Regions from separate parts of the Mus musculus genome. Here region 2 is linked to region 1. The links are chromatin contacts, called in public HiChIP or PLAC-seq maps. All regions are on one chromosome and are shown on one strand. Each heading gives the region's core, a stretch centred on a gene start, on an enhancer-like site or on the middle of the called end of the contact. The rest is flanking DNA. Distances are from core to core; before and after follow the strand shown.

Region 1 (4,668 bases), core at 1,133-3,632:
TATACACACATGCACACACTCACGTGCACACTCATGCACGCACACGCACACGCGCGCATACACACACATGTACACACACTCACGCATGTGCACACACACTCATGCACGCATATACACATGCACACACACTCACACATGTGCACACACTCACGCACGCATGCACACACAGACACGCACACACCTGCGTACCCGAATGCATGGACATGGGGTGAGGGCTCCTCCATTGGACTCCTGGTGGCTTAGGGATATATTTATTTCAGTGGTCATTAAGGTCACTGCCCACTCTTCAGCATCATATGCCTTCTCCCTAACTAGGAACATTTCTTCAAGGGAACCTAGGCTACAGACCAAGTCAGAATGGGCTTCCTGCCCCGCCAGGCACCCTTTGAGTGCACCGAGATTCCCATCATGCCTTGGGACAAGCCCCCTCTTACTGCAAGCGCTCAGAAACTATGCGTAAATCTCCAGAGTGGCTCCCTTAGGAAGTATGGCCACCCAGCTTTACAGCTGGGGAGACTGAGGCCAGGATTCAGAAACCAGTGCCCAGGGAGGTTTGTGTTATGTATATGGGGTGCTGAACAGGAGTCTCCTCAACCCTGTTTCCATAACAACAGACCCATACTGTCAATCATGTCACCAACCCATCCTCTTCTTCAAGATTTTATTTTTGGGGGCTGGCAAGATGGCTCAGAGGGTAAAGGCACTTGCTACCAAGGCTGATGACTAGAGTTTGATCCCCAGAACCCACATGGTAGAAGGAGAAAACACTCCCACTCTGACCTCTACACCTAAACTCTGGCATGTCCCTATCAATAAATAAATACAACAAATTTACTTTAGTGTACTCTTCTTTTTTGATGCAATTTATTTTTGAGGTATTGGAGATTGAACCCCAAGGCTCATAATGTACTATGTACTATGTAAGTATTCTACCACTGAGTCACGCCCCCAGCTCCTCCCTGGGGAATTCTAGGCAGGGGCTCTACCACTGAGCCACGCCCCCAGCCCCTCCCTGGGGGATTCTCGGCAGGGGCTCTACCACTGAGCCACGCCCCCAGGCTCTCACTGTGGGACTCTAGGCAGGGCCTCTACCACTGAGCCACGCCCCCAGCCCCTCCCTGGGGGATTCTCGGCAGGGCCTCTACCACTGAACCACGCCCCCAGGCTCTCACTGTGGGACTCTAGGCAGGGCCTCTACCACTGAGCCATGTGCCCCAGACCTACTTTTTTTTTTTTTTAATATGCTTTTTTTTTTCCCTCTTGAGACAGGGTTTCCTTGTGTAGCTGAGACAGGTCTTGAGTTTGCTGGATATCCCAGACTAACTTAAAGCTAGCACTGAGTCTACTGTGTCAGCCTCCCAAGCCCAGCTCCTCCAAGGTTTTTAAATCACCCCAGGGCTAGGGTTAAGGTGAGGTTAAGATCAGGGTTAAGCACTTAGCCAGACCTGCTCCTCCTTCAACTGCTCTCCTCTGCCTCCCTCTGGTCCCTGAGACCCAGAGTCTCTGACCCCATGCTCTGCGCCCCCACAAAGCAGGTGTTTTATGTGGTCTGCGACTCACACAGGTCACACTGTGGTCCCTGAGAACAAGCAGGTCTCTGCCACTTTTGTGTCAGTAAACACCTGTTAGTATCTTACAGTGAGAGACCACAGGGAAGAAAATGTTTCAGGGGTGCTCCTGGTGGGGGAGCCTCGCCAGCTGCAGGCGGAGCCGGGAACCATCAGACCTGGTGAGCTAAGCCTGGGGCCAAGAGCAGGCTTGGAGGCGGTCTCCATGGAGCGACCAGGCCTCCTGTCCTGGATGATCCCTGATATTAGCGACTCTTAGCTTCTCTGGGATCCTTAGCGAAAGCTAGTTTCCCTCAACAGACAGTTTGGCTCACCCACCCCCGACCTGACCCAGCACTCACTCTCCTTGTCTGTTGGTGTCTGCAGGGAATACAGGACGCCTTGGGGAGTGTTTGGCAAGAGGCCAGGACTTCCTGCTGGGCCAGGAGGGCCTGGTGGACCAGGGCGCCCCATCTCTCCAGGGAGCCCGCGTGGCCCCGGTGGTCCCAAGAGACCTACAATGAAGAGCAGAGGCTTTAGGTGAGACCAGCGGCTGCGATGTTACAGACAAGGGAACTATGGCCCTGAAGAGGAGTGGCCAAGGACATTTGTCCAGTCAGTGACAAGTCTCCGGGCCCACAGTCCTCCTGGGAGGTCAGTGGGACATCTTCCTCTTTCTGGCACAGGGACAGCAGAGGGTGGACATGACAGAGTTAGGAGTGGGATCGGCACAGGCTCCAGCCAGATGTCTTGGGACTCGGGAGTAGTTTAACTCTGGAGCAAGGACAGAGCGTGAGCCAGCCCTGAGCAGGCATTGGAGCTCTGCAGCGCGCAGGGGATCATGGGATTCCTGCATGGGGTTTCAGGTGCTTGGAACAAACCCTGGGCCTTAGCAGCGCCATCCCCACCCCAAGGGTCCCAGTAGACTCTTGTCCTGCAGCACCTCTGAGATTGGGGAGAGGAGAAAGGTGAGAAGGAAGTAATAAATTTGGGGTAACAAGCAAGATTAAGGTACACAAAATGCCACCCATGCCCAGGTACAAAGCAAACTCCTGTCTCCACTCCAGGGGACAGGGCTCCTTACCTGGAGGTCCCACTGGGCCCTTCTCTCCTGTCTGGCCCTGTTCACCTTTGGAACCTGGAGGTCCTGCAGGTCCAGGTGGTCCCATCTGTCCTGGAGGTCCTGAGGAGAGAATTATGGGAGAACACTGTGGACTCAGATGCCATAGAGGCTCCAGTTCTGGTCACATGGGTTGTGTGCTCAGATGAGTGATAGGCAGGGGCTCTACCACTGAGCCACGCCCCCAGTCCCTCCCTGGGGGATTCTAGGCAGGGGCTCTACCACTGAGCCACGCCCCCAGCCCCTCACTGGGGGATTCTAGGCAGGGGCTCTACCACTGAGCCACACCCCAGCTCCTCACTGGGGGATTCTAGGCAGGGGTTCTACCAAGAGCCACGCCCCCAGCCCCTCCCTGGGGGATTCTAGGCAGGGGCTCTACCACTGAGCCACGCCCCCAGCACCCGGGTATACTGGTCATGAGAGTTGAGAAGTTGCCTTTCCCTGTCTGTGATCCCAATGACTGAGTTTGTTTTCCCCTTTTGGGTAAACTGAGCAGCTGAGAAGCATGGTCTTCCACTGCCAGCCACAGAGTCAAACTGTAGCTTGTTTTCTCAACATCCTTTCTTCCTGCTGTCTTCTTGCTCAGGGTCCAGAACTGCAGTTGTGGCAGCTGAGCCCAACCTTCCCTGAGGGTCTGCAGGGCCAGGCCTTCCCTCTTGAATCACTATCTCTTGAAATATTCTGGAGGCCTGAGTGTGCCACCACGGAGCAGGCCCAGTTATCCCAGCACTGAAGAGGCTGAGGCAGAAGAATCAAAAGTTCAAGGCTAGCTTGGGTGACATACTTTGTCTTACTTCTGAGTCAGCTGAGGGCCGTGTATGGAGCACAGCATTTAAAATTGCATTTGACTCTGGTCTGTGAGAGAGTCTCTAAAGAACCTCTTGCTGGAAAATCTCACTCAAGGAGGCAGGAAAACGCAGGAGTCACCATTAGCGGGGTGTGTCTGCCACCTGCTGGCCATGCCTGGAACTTCACTTTCTCTGATAAAGTTCCAATCAAGAGCATCAATGAGTTTTGAGACTATGTAACACAGGAGATTTGGGGCCTGGGATCAGGGGCATATGTGTGAACTCTAGAGGTGAATCCTGGGGTTCATCAGGAGAGGAGAAAGAGGGGACTAGATCATATTCCCAGGACCTCCAGGCACTTACCTAAAGTGTCTGAGTTTTAGTTGCTATCTCTAACTTGTTCGTTCACATGCTTTGATTTAAGTTGGGAATGACACGTACAGCCAGGCATGGCTGCTTGCACTTATAATGCAGCACTGTTGGAGCGGGGTGGCAGAGAAAGAGGGATCGTGAGGGGTTGCTAGCCTCCAGCCTAGCTCCAGGGTCAGTGAGAGACCCTGTTTCAGGGAATAAGGTAGAGGACACATGATGCAAACTTGTGAATTTATCAAAATATCTAGGGGGGACACAGTGGGGACAGTGACCCATCTTGAAGGACATCTCACCCCCACATCCACCACCACCATCATCACCATCACCATCACCATGGTATACAGCCTGAGGCCAGCACTATCTAAGTGTGTTAGTTAGCTCTGTCAGTTAGACACAGCCCTGGGTCAACTGACAAGCTAGTCTCGGCTATGGAAAACACCTAGATAGGATTGGCCTGGGGCATGTCTGTGATGTATTGTCTTGAAGTTCATTGCTGTAGGAAGGCCCAGCCCACTGTGAGGTGGCACTGTCCCAAGGCAGGTGGTTCTGGGTCGTTTAAGAAAACTAGGTAAGTGTGGGGCTGTGGGTGACCCAGCAAGCAACATTCCTCCATGGGTTTTGCTTCCAGTTTCTGTCCTGACATCCCTCAGTAGTGGACTGATGTATAAGCTGAAAAAAGCCCTTACGTTCCCTAAGCTGTTTTTGGTTTAGAGCGGGTCATCAGGCAACAGAAAGGACCCCAGGACAAGCAGGCATGACAACTGCAACTGTGCTGGCCACGAACATCAGCAGCACTCTGCAGCCCGGCCACAAAGCCTGGACCTCTGAGGGGAGTCTATAG
Region 2 (4,668 bases), core at 1,245-3,744, 610 kb before region 1:
ATGGCAGCATCTAGGCAGGCATGGTGCAGGAGGAGTTGAGAGTTCTACATCTTCATCTGAAGGCTGCTAGCAGAATACTGGCTTCCAGGCAGGTAGGGTGAGGGTCTCAAAGCCAACGCCCACAGTGACACACCTACTCCAACAGGGCCACACCTTCTAATAGTGCTACTTCCTGAGCTGAGCATATACAAGACATCACAGGCCTACACACACACACACACACACACACACACACAGACATACCTCCACACATACACACACACACATATGTTCACCCCAAGAAGAAGATCTTTCCCAGGAGGGGCTTATGTCTGGGGTGTTTAGTTTATTGGTGGCCGCAGTGGATGGCCTGGGCAGGAGCCATAGGGACCTAAGGGTCCCATACCTCAGAGGCTCCTCTTCTAGAAATTGTGACATCTACCTGCCCCTATCCAGATGGTTGTGAGCTCCACCCACACTAAGTCTGCCCTTTTCCTCCCCCCTCCCCTTCAGAAAGCAACACAGGAAGAGGCACCCACTGCCAAGGGCAAGGTTTTCTCAGGGGTCCAGTTGACAAGGACCTCACTCAAACTACACTTGGGTGCCAGCAGCCTGTGTGGTCATCCTGGAGGGGCCCATGTTCATTCTGCTCCTGTGGGGCAGTGACCCCACATAAGAAGCTCTCGTGCCAGCACTGGGGGTCAGCAGTGTGGCAGGCACTGGGGTGGAGCCCCTAAACCATGGTACACACTTCTCAAGAGCACAGAGTTTTTAAAATCTGTACCAGTTTATTCAGCTCAATCCGGGGCAACTGCAAAAAAAAAATCAACAAACAAACAAACAAAAAACCACACACCCAGGAAAGGAGTTATTTACAGTGTCCTGCAGAAATAATGATATAGTCTTGAGCCCGCCAGGCTCCTGTAGTTTGTTTTCAGTAGCCTTTCCCAAAAGACACCAATCATGTTCTGCCTTTGAAATGTCTTAAGTAGAAACGCTTGAATTTAGAGACTTTGTGGTTGAGGGTGCGGGGAGGCCGTGTTGGGAAGGGCCTTGGTGTGTCTGAGGACACGGGTCCCTTGAGCACCAGGAAGGGCTGAATCTTGGATAGATGAAATTAGGGCGAGCCTGTGCCTGTCCCAGGAGCCCCCAGTGGTTCTAGCCACGTGGCTGCAGTTAGAACAAGATTCAAAAATCAGGTTATGCCTCCAGAAACTGAACTTCCAGCCTTGAGCTTGCTGGCTTCCGCCACTGGTGGCAGGGAGGGCTTATCCACCAACTCCTGACAAAGCTGTGGGATGGCCCTGTGACTCCTGCCCATGGGTGACCACATGGGCTGACACCTCTGTTCATACACAGATGGCTGTCCCATGCTCAGCGCTAGGAAGACTAATGGTAGAACGTGAAGAATGGCAGGAGTCCCCTACTGCACTAGTGCCGGGTGCCCCCATGAGCAGAGGCACCAAATGGCTTCAGAAAATGGGTAGAAGGAGTGGACTCAATGTTTAGCAGGAATCCCCTTTTTTATTTTATATGTGTAAATATGGACATGTGAGTGGGTGCCTGTAGAGGCCAGAAGAGGGTGTTGTATCCTCTAGAACTTGAGTCACAGGCCGTTGTGAGCTGCCCTACATAGGTGCTGGGAGATGAACTCTGGTCCTCTGCAAGAGCAGCAAGCATTCCTAAATACGGGGGTCATCTGCAGCACCCCCTTTTCCTGATAGAGTCTGTCCAGCCCAAGCTGGCCTTGAACCCCTGATCCTCCTGCCTCCACCCCTTGAAGGTTTACCTTACAGATGTGCCTGGCCATGTGTGGATTCCTTCCAGAGGTCATCTTCTCCTCCCCTGCTCGCACACCAGCTTACAGTGATGCTCACAGTAAATCGTTTTTCTCGTTATATTTACTTGGTTGTGGGTCAGAGGATTGGGACTAAACTCAGGTCTCCAGGCTTGGTGGCAAGCGCCTTTACCCACTGAGCCATCTTGTCCACCCAGGATTATAGCATTCTTTAGCAAGACAAACAAATCAAACTAGGCTGGCCTTCCCAAAAAGACCCCAGGAAAACAGAGATCTGAAACGCAAGAGGTCTCAGACAGATGTGTGCAAGGGCTGAGAGTGTTGAAGGATACAGCCTTTGAAAGACAGAGGGCGTTTCTCCTGGGTTCACAGGACACTATGTCCTGGCTGTCCACTGATGTCACACTTTACAAGGAAGACCTCCACCAGGCTCCCCAGGGCCCTCTGCCTGTTGAAGTTTATGCTTGGCAGTATGACCCATTTCCAGAGACTTCAGGATGGGGGTGGGGCCCTCCAGGATCCCACGGGCACCAAATCCAGACTCCAAAGAAAAGCTGTTGTAAGAGATGGAAGTGGTACTCGCAGGAGCCCAGCGACCATTTATATACAGAGTAAGAGACCTCAGCCCTCTAGGTAATGTGACAGAATGGGTAAGTACTGGCCCCCACGCAAGCTGGTGTGGTATAGCACAGTATGCATGACAATACCAGCTGGATAGCCAGATGCCCGTAGTGGCAATGCCAAACCCATACACAGCTGTGTAAACACGGGGCAGGGACCTGCATGGAGTGTCTGGTAGGCCCAGAAATGGGGTGTTGAAGTCTCCCCTTCTCTGCCCATAGCCTCATTACAGGGAATAGCTGCCTATATTAGGCTGGGCCAGGTCCCTGCCCCACCCACAGGCCTAACCACAGGGCTAACCACTTTGCAAAAACAGGAAGTCGCCCCAGTTTATCCTCTCAACATCTGGGGGCCACAGGCAGAAGGGATCTGAGCTGCCTGGTCTCTGAGATGGTGCCCCTGCCTGCGTTGACACAGTCCATGGGGGGTGGGGGTGGCATGGCTGCCCTCAGGCCTATGGCTGTCTCTCTAGAACCAGGAAACTCTCACTCCAATAACAGTATCTGTTACCCTTGTTGAGCTGCTGTGTGCCCCAGGGTCCTGAACACTCTGTGACCCTTTCCAATCGGGAGGAAAGAGCCAAGCTGAGCTACAGATCTGGTAAAACATCCCTGTCTTTCATCATAAGCCATGTTACCCTGTGCCAGCCCCGGGCCCACCTCTGCACACTCAAGCAGCCCCTTCTTTGTGTGTGTCTGTGTGCATGTGTGTGCGTGTGTACGCACGTGTGTGCACGTGCGCGCTCTTCTGCATGCATGTGCATGTGTCTGACTTTTTCGTGTAGCCTCAAACTGACCATGTAGCAAAGAACAACTTTGAAGCCCTGATCTGCCTTCCTCCACCTCCCTAGCACCTCGATGACCCTGGGATGACTTGGCTTAGGCAGTGCTTCCTGCACACTAGGCAAACACTCTCCCACCTGAGCCCCAGCCCCCAGCTGGCTTTGGGAATTCACCACCCTGCCCTGCCAATCACAAGGTCCAGACGTCTGAGATCTACAGTGCTCTCTGATATGATTGGACCAGGAAGTCCCCAGGGCCACGTGGTCGTGTTTCTTCCTCCGGCCTCCATGATGAAACGGACGCTTTCTCACTCCTTTTAGACCCTTATTCATGCGGGGACAGGAGTATGGGATTATTGGAGCAGCATCCAGGCAGTCTGTTTAGCCATCCCCACACTGTGGCTCTTGGGATGTGTGGTGGATCTCATGCAGCCCGGGTTTGTCTGGCGGCCCCCTTGGCTACTCTGACCAGCTGCGTGGTGGCCTGAGGGTTGCCCTCCCGTGCAGGTTGGTAGCAAATCGCAACGGCCTCCCTCACACCACCTGCAGGCTCCGCTCGTGCCCATCCAGCTGCACCTTGAGCTTGTGCAGCTCTTCGATCTCACGGTTGTGGCGCTCCGTCTTGTGCCGCACCAGGGAACGGTAGAAGTGGATGGTGAAGACCACGAAGATGAGACCCACAGGTACCATGATGATGGTGGACACCAGAGCGGCCTGCCAGCCCGTGTGGCTGTGGGAGCCTGGCTGATCCTTGGCATCCACTGGGAGGAACTTGATCCAGCAGAGCAGGACCACCTCAGCCAGGAAAAGCAGGATGCCCAGAACGGTGGAGAAGCCCCAGGCCAGCTCGATGTACGGGTGCATGCGCTCGTGCGGCGACTCGCTGATGGAGTTGAGGTTGTGGATGTTGCTCACCGCTTCCACGTTGGGCAGGATGCAAGTGCTGATGAGCAGAGCAAACAGATGCACGGCTACCAGCACCGTGGTGCAGGCGCTGAAGGCAATGAGCAGGGGCTGAGGGTACTGGTACTTGGTCTCCAGCTGCACCTCCACCATGGCCACCTGTGGGCACAGCAGGGGTTGGGTCAGGCAGGCAGGGATGCATCCCACCATGGCCATCAGTTGGGTATAATAGGGTGGGCTAGGCATGCGAGGCTCTACCACTCAGCCACGCCCCCAGCCCCTCACTGGGAGATTCTAGGCAGGGGCTCTACCACTGAGCCACGCCCCCAGCCCCTCACTGGGGGATTCTAGGCAGGGACTCTACCACTGAGCCACGCCCCCAGCCTCTCACTGGGGGATTCTAGGCAGGGGCTCTACCACTGAGCCACGCCCCCAGCCCCTCACTGGGGGATTCTAGGCAGGGGCTCTACCACTGAGCCACGCCCCCAGCCCCTCCCTGGGGGATTCTAGGCAGGGGCTCTACCACTGAGCCATGCTTCTACCCTGGGATTCTACTGGTTTTGTTGTTGTTTGGTTTTGGGGTTTT

What was found. HiChIP or PLAC-seq counts read pairs in DNA pulled down with a chosen protein or histone mark.
Region 2: a contact with region 1 is called in an H3K27ac HiChIP or PLAC-seq map of large pre-B cells, with 6 times the contacts expected there. The contact joins two enhancer-like sites. A contact is called at or near these places in 10 of 39 promoter capture datasets (the 3T3-L1 cell line, cranial neural crest, embryonic stem cells and 5 more), 4 of 15 datasets of contacts at CTCF or cohesin (the NIH/3T3 cell line, large pre-B cells, pro-B cells and 1 more), 3 of 484 Hi-C or Micro-C datasets (all in embryonic stem cells), 12 of 115 datasets of contacts at active chromatin or transcription factors (the 230-238 cell line, T-cell acute lymphoblastic leukemia, embryonic basal ganglia and 7 more) and 2 of 9 other capture datasets (embryonic stem cells and macrophages).

Annotation. Positions count from the first base shown.
Region 1 is chr5:136,752,284-136,756,951 of GRCm38.p6, forward strand. Col26a1 (collagen, type XXVI, alpha 1) reads right to left here. Exons shown (of 13, transcript NM_001346699.1): 6 at 2,632-2,730; 7 at 1,910-2,062. Among named protein-coding and RNA genes, the nearest start is that of Myl10, 61 kb to the left of the region's middle. Within about 2 kb of position 2,383, at least 22 of the 459 cell types and tissues checked have an H3K27ac peak or open chromatin away from gene starts, as enhancers often do. A contact at or near this core is called in the 230-238 cell line and pro-B cells, where this site is marked.
Region 2 is chr5:136,146,712-136,151,379 of GRCm38.p6, forward strand. Orai2 (ORAI calcium release-activated calcium modulator 2) reads right to left here. Exons shown (of 3, transcript NM_178751.3): 3 at 748-4,241. The coding sequence ends at 3,714. Among named protein-coding and RNA genes, the nearest start is that of Alkbh4, 13 kb to the left of the region's middle. Within about 2 kb of position 2,495, at least 70 of the 459 cell types and tissues checked have an H3K27ac peak or open chromatin away from gene starts, as enhancers often do. A contact at or near this core is called in the 230-238 cell line and pro-B cells, where this site is marked.